Regions from separate parts of the Mus musculus genome. Here all the other regions are linked to region 3. Evidence: chromatin contacts called from public promoter capture Hi-C data. All regions are on one chromosome and are shown on one strand. Each heading gives the region's core, a stretch centred on a gene start, on an enhancer-like site or on the middle of the called end of the contact. The rest is flanking DNA. Distances are from core to core; before and after follow the strand shown. Region 1 overlaps Gk (glycerol kinase). Region 2 has its middle 21 kb from the start of Gk. Region 3 holds the start of 5430427O19Rik (RIKEN cDNA 5430427O19 gene).

The links. Promoter capture Hi-C pulls out the DNA fragments that hold promoters and counts their contacts.
Region 1: a contact with region 3 is called in a promoter capture Hi-C map of macrophages, with 5 read pairs. The contact joins the enhancer-like site here to the promoter of 5430427O19Rik in region 3. A contact is called at or near these places in 6 of 39 promoter capture datasets (the C10 cell line, the HPC-7 cell line, hippocampal neurons and 3 more), 1 of 15 datasets of contacts at CTCF or cohesin (pro-B cells), 4 of 484 Hi-C or Micro-C datasets (CD8 T cells, the CH12 cell line, bone marrow-derived dendritic cells and 1 more), 7 of 115 datasets of contacts at active chromatin or transcription factors (the 230-238 cell line, CD8 T cells, the HPC-7 cell line and 4 more) and 2 of 9 other capture datasets (adipose tissue and liver).
Region 2: a contact with region 3 is called in a promoter capture Hi-C map of macrophages, with 8 read pairs. The contact joins the enhancer-like site here to the promoter of 5430427O19Rik in region 3. A contact is called at or near these places in 8 of 39 promoter capture datasets (the C10 cell line, the HPC-7 cell line, embryonic stem cells and 4 more), 18 of 484 Hi-C or Micro-C datasets (the C10 cell line, the G1E-ER4 cell line, the HPC-7 cell line and 10 more), 8 of 115 datasets of contacts at active chromatin or transcription factors (the 230-238 cell line, the HPC-7 cell line, acute myeloid leukemia and 4 more) and 2 of 9 other capture datasets (bone marrow-derived macrophages and macrophages).

The regions. Positions count from the first base shown.
Region 1 is chrX:85,750,904-85,754,585 of GRCm38.p6, reverse strand. It overlaps Gk (glycerol kinase), which reads left to right. Exons shown (of 21, transcript NM_001294140.1): 4 at 177-254. Among named protein-coding and RNA genes, the nearest start is that of Gk, 24 kb to the left of the region's middle. Within about 2 kb of position 1,360, at least 1 of the 459 cell types and tissues checked has an H3K27ac peak or open chromatin away from gene starts, as enhancers often do.
Region 2 is chrX:85,795,446-85,799,699 of GRCm38.p6, reverse strand. It overlaps a transcript of 5430427O19Rik not described here. Among named protein-coding and RNA genes, the nearest start is that of Gk, 21 kb to the right of the region's middle. Within about 2 kb of position 2,534, at least 33 of the 459 cell types and tissues checked have an H3K27ac peak or open chromatin away from gene starts, as enhancers often do. A contact at or near this core is called in bone marrow-derived macrophages and macrophages, where this site is marked.
Region 3 is chrX:85,868,811-85,872,754 of GRCm38.p6, reverse strand. It overlaps 5430427O19Rik (RIKEN cDNA 5430427O19 gene), which reads right to left and starts at 2,482. Exons shown (of 2, transcript NM_001163539.1): 1 at 2,319-2,482.

The DNA.
Region 1 (3,682 bases), core at 111-2,610, 120 kb after region 3:
GGGGTGGTGGGGTCTCTGTTAATTTAAGGCCATTCTGTCTACTACATAGAGAGCTGTAGGCTACATAGTGAGGGCCTATTTCAGAAAATTGCAGGTTTAAAAAATCGTTTAGTTGTTGCTTTTATTCTGAAGTAATAGTCGACATGTTTAATTTTTTCCTTCTTTCTGCTTTAAAGCCATTGGTGTCAGCAACCAGAGGGAAACCACAGTAGTCTGGGACAAGGTCACCGGAGAGCCTCTCTATAATGCCGTGGGTAAGTTACTCCTGCAGCGAGGTCCAGCCCAGGGCCTTGTTCCATTGGCAAAGGTAGCCACATAAGATAATTGACTGAAAAGCTATATGTCCGTGGCTCCTATATATAAATCTGATGAGATGGCCAGCAGACTTCTCTTAAAGATGAGATGTTATATATTTAAATTTTTTAGATCATATTTATTCATATACTGAGCTTCCTTTCACCCTTGCTCACTCTTTCTGCTGAGTCTTTGTATTAATATAAATGGGTAGATATTGCCAGGATGGTTTGTTGACTCCCCACTGTGTTTTTGACATCAAAAAGAGATCTTTCCCCCTCCTACCCTGAAAAATAAAAAATTGCAAGTGCTTAAAATTATCTATAAACTATTTGCATATCTCCTTTTTAATCTAAAATATTGAACTTGTTAAGATAAATTATCAGATTTTTAGCTGCTTCCATTACAGATTTAACTATTCTATCAGGTCACACAAAACGCAAAAAACTTAAGACTCTCACCTTTAGGTGTCAGGTCTTTGGTGTAAATGTCCCCGGGTAGAGACTAGCATTGTCCTTAGTGCATGGCAGTTGCAGAGCACTACATGATAATGCTACTTCCTAAAAGGAAAATTGTGTTCTACATCCATAATCCTTAAAAGATTTCTGTGACAAATAACAAATCGTGCTGGCTTTGATGGCATAGGCCTCTGGTTCCAGTGCTGGGGCAGGAAGATTGCCTCAAGTTAGGAGCCAACCTGCCTTACATCACATATTCTAGATCACCTAGGGCTGTGAAGCAAAACTCTGTTTCAAAACCAGTGAGGATAAAAAGATAAAATACTATATAATAATCATAATAAGTTACAAAGAAGGGTAACAATGAATTTCAAAACGAAGGAAAGGAATATGAAACAGGAAGAGGAAGCAAATAAAAAGCATGTAAATCTAATATGTATATGTATACAGGACAGGGTGTTTCAGGGCAGTGAGGCTATTAATTGAAACTGCTAGTTACTTACTGAGATAGTTGCCGAGGAGTCTCAGAGGATGGAGCCAACTGTGTGTTTGCACACTGAGGGATTCATAAGCATCTAGGAGGCGACCATTCCTTGAGAAGCCCACACCCGTGCTCCAGATTGTGTGATTTGTTCCGAGTGCCTCTTTTCCTCTTAGCACTGTGCTTAAGGTCTATATTACACCACCTTTAACCAAACACCAATGCTGTTTCATAAAAGAAATGAAGGAAAAATAAAGCGAGCTTGGAAGACTGACATTAGTTAGGAAATACTAAGGGAGGAAAATAGCACTTTTTTATATGCAATATTAAACTTTTGATTGAAACTGTTTTCTAGGCAATTTGAAATTAGACTTTTGGAAACTTTTTATTAGTTAATTTCGGGAGAAGGCAAGGATGCATTTTATGGCATGCATGTGTGAAAAAGAAGCTAACTGGCTGGAGTCAGTTTTCTACTTTTACCTTGTAGATTTCAAGGGTCAAAGACAAGTTGTCAGGCCTGGCACCAAGCACCTTTGTCCATTGAGCTGTCTCATTGTGTAGTTGTTTGTTTTGGAGCCAGTGTTTTATGTACATCAAGCTGGCCTTGAACCCACTGTGTAGCTTAAAGATAACTTTGAACTCCTGATCTTCCTCCCTCTGTATCCCAAGGGTGTGGTTCACTGCTATATACCACCACACTTGCCTTTAGATTGCTTTAAATGCAGATTTGAAAGTTTCTAACACAGATGTGATCATCTCAAATTATATATGATCTCATTATAGAAATGAATGTACAATTAAATGTAAAACCTTGGCTAGATACCTGTGTGTGTTTCATGTTCCGTGGTGACCCACATATATATCACAACAAACCAAGGAGGCCTGTCACTTTTAATTCTGTCCCAGAAGTTAAGAGTAGGAAGTTGGGAGCTAGAAGAAGAAATGGGAAGAGAACTAGAGGGTATAATCAATTGGACAAAGAGCCTGCTTAATCATTATAAAGGATAGACTTTTTTAGCATCATTTCATCCAGAAAAACATGGAACTATCATCCATACTTGTGGGTTTTAGATGAGGGTTTCATCATGGTATTGAATATTTGACAGCTTTATCCCAAAAGAAGATCAGATGGGATCAGTGGAAATAGAGGTAGATTGCCCTATGGACATTTGGTCAAGCTTCTGTGGCTTGTTTGTATAAGGATGTGATGTTGGAAGTTTTTTAAATTTTCTCTATCTTAGTTCAGGCTGCTAGAGAGGAAATACCATAGAGTTGGTAGCTTATTCAGCAGGTACGTGCTTATCATAGTTGCAGAGGCCAACAGTTTGAGACTGAAATCAAGTTGCCAGTTGATAGGGTCTGGTGAGGGCCCACTGGTGGTGCTGAGTGAATCATTCCCCTAAGCGTTCGCATCCTAGTTCTTTCAAATTTGGGGATAGGAATTCGCTATGATTTTTTTCTATGACATATTCAGTCTACAATGGGGCATACCTTTGATCCAACCACTTGGGGGCATGGAGGCAGGAAGAACAGGAGTTCAAGTTCACCTTCAACTATACAGTGACTCTGAGGGCAGCCTGGGATACATCAGACAAAACAAAGAAATCTGTTCATAGCACTCCTTCCTTTTCCTCTTCCCCTTGTAAAGCTCTGTTATTCTAGCTTATTCTTGACATTTTCCTGCTTTTTCTTAACTGAATTATATAACTGATGGGCAATATTTATTATGAAGAGGCAAATGAGAAGAACCGTTTGTATGTGTCTTTTTAAAAATTCCCCGAGATGGCTCCTTGAGTGCTTGCCTGATCAGCTGAGTTTGAGCCATGGGATGGCCATGTAGGAGGAGAGACCGACTGCAAGTGTCACATGACCTGCACACACATGCCTGGGCAATGTACACCCAGTCACATGTATGCGTACACACGTACTGAATGAATACATGTAATAAATAATGAAAACAATTGCTTCCCTATGGCTTTCTTTTATATTATATGTACATGGTAAGCACTGAATATATTTACTCCTAGAATACTAGCAGGGAAAATAAGATGCAAGAGGCTTGAGATTCAGTGTTGGCCTTGGCATAGGTTGATTGAACAAACTGAATCCTGACAAAGGCTATGCTTATTTGCAATAAGCATACTGGTATCTTTTCCAGTTGTAAATAGCTGTGAAAGCTCAGTGGGTCCCATAGGTACATATGACCCACTTTTAGATGTACCATTTTAGTGTGTTAATTCTGAGATTAATAAGGTAAAATCTAGTGTAATATCTAAGGAGGAGCATCACTTTGCTTCACTGCTTCCCAAACACTTAAGTCTGTCTTTGACATTTTGGCTTTTATGTACTAACAGCTAAAGTTGATTTCAGATCCTACATGTATATGCACTTGTACACACACACACACACACACACACATATATACACTCACACAGAGTTCAGGAGAGAT
Region 2 (4,254 bases), core at 1,285-3,784, 73 kb after region 3:
GTGTCAAGTTCACACAAAACTAGCTAGTACAGTGGGACAACCAGATGTGTATTCAGTTTTCACCCTCAAGTGGTGAAAAAGTAAATTCACTGTGTACCTGGGATGTGTAGTTGTTTTTCCATATTAAGAAACCACCTTAAAGTTTAGGAATTTAGACAATTTGGGGGTTTCTCCGGGATGTCTGGGATACTCAGGATTCCCGTGATAAGTCTTTGGTCTTCACTGTCTAGGCTAAGGAAGGATGCTCTAGGACAGGCTCACTCACAGTGGTGATTGTCAAAGTTGCTTGATCTGAGGACTATTCCAGGCAATGCATTGTCTCTGCTCCCTGGGATCTTTGATTCTCTAGAAGCTAGCCTAGGCTTCTTTACATGAAGGTCTGAGGATTGCCAACTGAGTAACAAAGAAGATCTAACCCCATTTTAGAAGCTTTAAAAATGTCTTTAACATACGACACATAATAGACTTCATTGTGGCATTTTCATACATGTACATATAGTATTTTTATCATATTCTGTCCCCATTACCCTTTCTTTCCTCTTCCCACTAATCTCCAGAGCTCTTTTGTCTGTAGTGCTGTGGACCAAATTCAGAGCCTCATATTTGCTGAGTACTGAACCCCACCCTCAATAAGAAGCTCACTTGAAACCTCTGCTCATATCCTATCAACAACTGTCCCATTGGACAAACTCGGTCACCAGGATAAGCGTGGAACTGGAGTGAGTGGAAACTGAGCAAAGTCTCAGATTTCTGGAGGTATAAACACACTGTAAGCTACCATGACTGATATATAAAAGATTACCTTCCACAGGAAGTATTAAATACTGATAAAAGAGGAGGGGTCTTTGAGCAAAGGTCAAAGAGCAAGGTGTATTTAAGAAAACCATCAGTTTGTGATACTTTTTGGTTTTGTTTTGTTGCTGGGGATTGAATTCAGGGGCTCACATATGCAAAGCAGGTACCCTACAGCCTTGTGAGTTCTAAAATCTCAGCTTCCAGTTCTCTGTCTCTTCATTCCTCCCCCTCGTTCCCTATTCACAGCTTCTTTACTTCTGGATTTACTTTTGTTTTTTGTTTGGTTGGTTTTGTTTTTGTTTTTCTGTTTTTTTTTTTTTTTTTGAGACAGGGTTTTATTGTAGCCTACACTTTAGAAAAACATAATTATAACACAAATGACAGGCAAATGTGAAGAGAATGAGAATAATTTGCTGAGTATAATCCATATCATAGATTTTCTTTATTAAAGAAATTTTTATTTATGTGTACATGTATGCACATATGCATATGTATGTGAGTACATGTGTAAGAGGGCATCGGTTCCCCTGGAGCTGGAGTTCCAGGAAGTTGTGAGCCACTCAATGTGAGTACTGGAAAACAAACTCCTCTCCTGTGAAAGAGCAGCCAGTGCTCTTGGACACTGGACCATCTCTCCAGCCTGATAGATCTTATAAGTTTGTTTTCTTTTGTTGTACACTGCAACCCTGGCTGGTCTGGAATTCACAATGAAGAATGAACTGGGCTCAAACCCATGGCAATCTTCCTGCATTGGCGTCCTACATGGTGGAATTACAGGTGGGAACCACTATGACTATCTTCCAAATTTTATTGTATTTGATAGAAGACTCACAAACAATAATTACTACAGAAGGAAAAAGTATTCTGCACAGAATGCTTCAGCAAGGTATGAAACAAAAGGCACCAAGCACTTATTTGAGATGGTCTTGTATCTTTATTACCATAGAGCTATGTATCTCAAATTCAAAATGGTCAGTCTTTTAGGCAGACATGTGGATCTAAGTATCAATTTTCAGTGTGAGATTGATAGACTGGAGATTCCCAGGGATTTCAGAAATACGCACTCTGTAACCAACTGAATATGCAGACTATAGTAACACAAGAAGTATCAAAGCAAGTCTTCAATAGGAAGTTACCACATTACCCCATCCAGAAGAAAAGGAGTCAGGAGATGAGACACAAACTTAAGGGTTTCTACACTGTGCACACATCCATTTACAGATAGAAGTTATTTCCCCTTTAACCAGGTTCCTCTTAGGATGTTGCTTAACTTCAAACCAATGATTGTGACATCACCTTCATTTCCCAGCAGCCAGATATAAACTGAATATGACAAAAATTTCCATTCGTCAGTTGTAATGTCATTAATCAGCAATTAGGGGAAAGGCCATGGAGGTCAGAGAAAACCTAAGTACATTTAAACTGAAAAGGTACTTGAATTTGTCCTGACTAGCATGGATTTGGAAGGGGATTTTTGTACAATTCATTTGTTGTATATGTATATGTGCATGTGTGAGGGAGTGCTGCATGTTCTATGGTGTGTCTGCAGAGGTCAGAGGACAATCTTCAGCAGTTGGTTCTCTCCTGTCTTTGGGGATCAAAAAAAGGCACTGAACTCAAATCATCAGGCTTGGTGTCAAGCACCTTTATCGATTGAGTCATTTCTCCAGCCCAATTTCTTTAAAGATGGGTTCTTCTTTAACCCAGCGCAGTTGCTTCCTCTCTATAGAATGATGATCTTGAACTTTTGAGCCTACTGCCTTCACCACCAAAGAGCTGATATGTGCTTTACTATACTTGTTTGACATGGCTCAGGGCATACTACACAATCACTCTACCAACTGTACTAGATTCCCAACTCAGGGATTAACCCTGGAATTTCTCTTTAAAAAGGGGGGAAAATCTGTTCTGCATAAATTAGCGAGTTCATTTTGTGTTAATAACATATAAAATATTTGAAATTGCCTCAGCTTTTAAAAATGTTAAATTAATAATCATACTTAAATACAACTATGTAATAACATCACATATATTCTAAGCATAAAATAAATACTTTCTAAGGAGCAGTTAGATGAAGGAGAATGAGACCTCTAAATCAATAAACAATATACTGTAGTTTTAAAAAATATGCTTTATTATATGGACATTATATGGAACCTTTTAGGGTTCACAGCCAAATTGAGAAGCACCAATATGTCATTCATATCCAACTTTGTAATATGCATGCTTCCCCCATTGCCTGATTCCTACCTTCCTTGAATGCTTGGCAATAACAAATACTTTAGAATTTTTTTTTCAAATTGGAAATTTCATACCTGATTCCTCCTTCTACTCCTTCCAGACATATTTCCTTCTTCCCCTTCTCATATTCATGTCTTTAAACACACACACACACACACACACATAAACACACATATACATATACACACTCACACACACTCCAATTAGAGCTGCTTCCATGTACACGGGTGTGGTGCTATACAATATAGGTAGCCTATGAGTATCCATACCCATGACAGAAACAATGATTTCTTTTCCCACAGCAGCTATCAATTTCCAATAGATCCTAGACTAAGGATAGAGCTTCATGAGCCCCTGCCAAAGCCAACTCAGTCAGCCAAACAGTGTCCAAGAGAGGGAGTGAGGACTTAAAAGAAAATGACAATTAGACGACACTATAATATGACTCCAGCCAGTGCTGAGGCTGAAGCAAGCTTATTTTTCTGCAGTCTGCTTTTATACTATTCTAAGTACATGGAAAGAATAAGGTCAGTTCAAGGTCAAGAAACAAACAAGGCAATAAACAATGTCCCATGATATTCAGGTACTTATCAAGATGACCAAGATCTCGAGCCTACATCCCTTTCCTAGCCCAATGTCAAATTCCTGCGTGAGCCTACTTCCATGTTCTGGCCCAATGTCTAATTCTTGCCAAATTTCTAGAAGTAGCCCCAAGAGCTCTCCACATCACCCCCTTTTTAATTTCATACATAAGACTGCATATTTCTTAGGTTATTCTGACAAGAATGCCTTCCTTACCTGTCACTGAAATGCATTATCAAGAGCAATGCATTTCAGGTTGGTAAGACTCAGTGCAGAATCTTATCGGCATTAACTGCCAGCCTGTTAAATTAATGACTCTGTCTGGGGATCCATTTTTAGTTTCAAGCCATGCATTTTGGCCACCACCATGTTGTTGTTAAAGGAAAGTTTTATCACACTAGGCAGGAATAAAAGTATTCCCAGGACAAGAAGGGTTAATATGATCAAGCTACATAAGCCATTCTTGAAGCTTGACCAAGATGGAAATACTGACCTTAAAGAATAGTGTGATCTCTTAAATTGAGTCATATTTGCATAAATAACTGCAAAATTTGAGAATTAGCAGAATCTAAAAAAGGAACAGTTTCAAGCAGTTGTAAACCATGAGCTATATATACTGGCTATCAGTATACAAAT
Region 3 (3,944 bases), core at 1,233-3,732:
AGGGAGGAATATCAGGAGTTCCAGATGTGTCTCAGTCACTTAGGGGTTTCAAGGACAGTCTCTACTAAATGAGACTCCATCGCATAAAACCAAACAAAAATATTTTCCACCTTGCTATGGATGTTTACACAGTTTTCAATACTCTTTATATCTACAAAAGCTTTATATCTAAAAAATCTTGGAAACAATTGTTCCAGAGAGGCTCATGCAAGAAATGCAGTAGAGTATCAATATGAATAGTCGAACCAACTCAAGTCCGGATTCAAGCATAGACAGATGATGTGCACAAAAGGAAGGATGTTTGAGGTAAACAAAAAAGAAACAAACAAACAAAACAAAAAACGACTAAAGTAAATTTCATGCACCCATGTATTCCCTGTCTTTAATACCAAATGAAAGCTTTCCTCAAACCATCCGGATAACAGTTTGAAAAGCCGTATCACTATAAACCATATTCACTTTTAATATTTCCTGCCACATAGGATAGCACTATCACAAGCTTGCTGAACTGAATCATCGAGACTGAAATTCAATGGGAATATAATATGTTTTTTCTCTTCTCTAAGTCATCAGCACAACTGAAGTCAAGAGCCATGGCGTTCCTGCATATTCTGCTTGTTAGGCCTTCTCATTAAAATGTAGAATTTAAACAGTGTAGCAGTAGCAAAACAGAACTGATGAAATTATAAAAAGAAAGGTTTTGAAGGCTGAACACAGTAGTGCTGACTTGTTATCTCAGTAGTGAGAAGTCTGAAGCGTAAGATCGCTGCAAGTTTGTACACATCCTAGGCTACGCAGTATGATTTAAGGCCATCCAGGGCTACACAAATAGACTTTGTGTCAACTCTCGCATGCGCGCATACACACACACACACACACATACACACACACACCGGGTGGGGTGGGGTGGAGCATACATGTAAACTGTTATCAGAATCAGGCTTATTGGTGCACACCTATAATCCTAGCACTTTGGAAACTGAAGCAGGAAGTCCAGTGTGCATTACCAAGGAAGAAAGAATCCATCTCAAAAAAAAAAAAAAAAAAAAAAAGATGCAGTCACAGAGCCACGGCCACAGAGTTTGGCTAAGTTGCCTGCTTTTCTGAATTACTCAGAAAAACATAATGTTTCCTTCTCTTCTTTCCTACCCATGGTCTAGGCATGCCTCTGAACATGCTTAAATCACATGGCGTGACAATCTATTCCTCCTGTCCTTCTTCCTCCTTCGGTCAGCTGCTGAGATTTGCAGTTTGCCTGCCCTAAGGTCTTTGCTTTTCAACACTAATAAATTTGTCCTCCGGCTTCCAACTTTTAAAAATTAATTGATTAAAGTAATTTGAAAGATGTTTGACCAAATCAGTCAAATTTTCCAATTAAAACAGAATAGATTATACTCTGCCTAGTGGCCTGTACCTATAATTTCAGCACATAAGAGACTGAGCTAGGAAGACTTCCATGAATTCAATGCTAGCCTGGTCTACATAGCGAGTTTTGGATCAGCTGGAGCTACACAGTAAAACCCTACCTTTGAAACAAACAAACACAAATTGTGAGTTATTTTGAGGAACTGACTACATGAATCCAACCTTTCAGTATGTATTATACATCTAGCAGACTTTACAAATAAAATCTCTTACTGTTATTCTACTCATAGAACTTCAAGCTTCATTGCAGACCTGTATCTTAAAATTGTGTTACTTAGCAGGCATGGTAGATCACACCTGAAATCCCAACAGTAAAGGGCTGAGGCAAATCAGTCTAGGCTACAGAGTGAGATCTTAGAGCAAAGAAAATAAATGAATAAATGAATAAGTGAATAAATAAATAAATAAATAAATTAGAAATAACATTTTAAGCTGGACCTTAAACTTATAGTGCCAACTATTCAGGAGATTAAAATTTCAAGCTCTATCTGGTCTATCTGGCCAGATGTTAATGAGCTTGTTTTTTAGAAAATAAAATTTTAACTCTAACTGTTTGCCTAGTATGTACAAGGCCCAGAGTTCAAGAGTCAGTGCTCAAAAGCAAGCAATAGCAGCAACAACAGTAAAATAAACCAGAACACTGTTTTTAGAACTACCCAAAATGACATAAGGATGTCAGGGAAGGACGTGTTTAGCTTAATTTTTATTACTTAACTGTCTAGCCTCACTAAACATTTGATCAAGTTCCTAGTCACTCTAATTTAGTAAGCTAAGAAATCCTTTCTGATGACGTAGGCGTAGGCTTGAGTTCTAATGATCAAAGGCTAAGAAAGCGTGGGAAGAGGAAGGAGAAGAGTTGATAAAAGAACCAAAGAGCCCAGTGCCTCCCTTACCTTCACCGGAGTCTGCTCCTTGGATCCTGCAGCAACACAATGACTGATCTAATAGAGAAGAACTAGCCAGACAGGGCTCTTTTCAAAAAGCTCTCAAGTCTCTCACTGAAGAGGCTACTAAGATCTGCCCCCTTCTTAGTATCACTGATCCTATGGAACAAGAGTTGTTTCACTTAAGTCTAGTTTGTTCTAAAGAAGGAGTGGGAAGTCCCAGGAAATGGGCAGGAGGTAACTGACAAAGCCACACTGGGCCACAGAATGGTGTTTCTTCCTCTTTTTTTGAAAAATGAAACCTATCTGTGAAACTGTCTTGTGTTTTTTTCAAAAAAAAAAAAAAGAAAACAGTTTATGGTCGCACATTACACTAGTAAAACTTCGGGTAAACCTCTTCCACATGAGAGCAACATGCATACATGACTTTTAAAAACTCTCTATCCTGATTATTAATAATCTATAATTTTCAAAGCATTGTTTCTCATTGTTGGTAATGTTAGCTGGGCATAGTAGCTTATGTCTTTAATCCAAGTCCATGAGTGGGCTGAGGCAAGGAATTGACAAGAGTTTGAAACTAGTCTGCCGAAAAAGGAGTAAAGGGCTGTAGAGAACCCCAGCACTCCAGAGGCAGAGGAGGAGATGATCTTCCTAGATCACAAATTCCAGGCCAACCTTATCTCCTTATGAAGTTCCAGATCAGTCAGGGCTTCAAAATGAGACCCTGCCTCAAACAACAACAACATAATAATAATACTTTAAAGAATATAAAGAACATGAGTGCTGCTCAGTGGTACGCTTACTACAAACAAGAACTCAGAGACCAGCAATTGACTTTCTGTGTGAGTTTGCAGTGACCTCCAGCATGATTTCATGGAACATTACGCAGATGCAGTTGATGATTCCTACATGTGACACATAACCTGACTTGGCCCACTCAAGGCCCAAGGGTAAGTTCAGCTTTAGTACAGGCATGAAAGCAGACCTAAGGATAGATCTCTGTGTGCTTTGGTAGCACATCAAGAATTTAACTGTGATCAAGAGATTCACAGCACTTCCAGGGCGAAAACACTGCTTAACTTCAGCCTAATTGAAGCTCAACCACAATGATGTTGATAGCCTACAGTGGCTCTCATCTAACACCAAGAACTCTGCTTGGTGGGGCCCATAAGAGCTAAACTGACAATGCCACATAGTACCCAATAAAAGATAATTCTATTTGACCAAGTTATCCCTTAGGTCCTATGTATATTTTGTATGTTTCAGAGGTGTGTGTGTGTGTGTGTGTGTGTGTGTGTGTGTGTATCTGTATGTGTGTCCAAGTGTGTGTTTGTATGCATATGTGTGCAGGTGTGCCAAAGGACAAAGTCATGTGTCCTGTTCTATCACTCTCTGCCTTATTCCCTTGAGGAGGGGCCTCTCACTGTTTGGTCTTGGAGGTGGGCTGGCAGCAGAAAGCTCCAGCAATCTTCCTGTTACCACTCCTTACGGCAGCAGACTACAGCTGCTGTTGCAAAGTCCATGCCCATGGTTTTACAGTAAGTATTTTTACCCTCTTCAGTATTTACCCAATTTCTGTTTTCTTTTTGAGAAAGAATCCCACTCTATAGAAAAATTTTATATAGTTATGTAAAA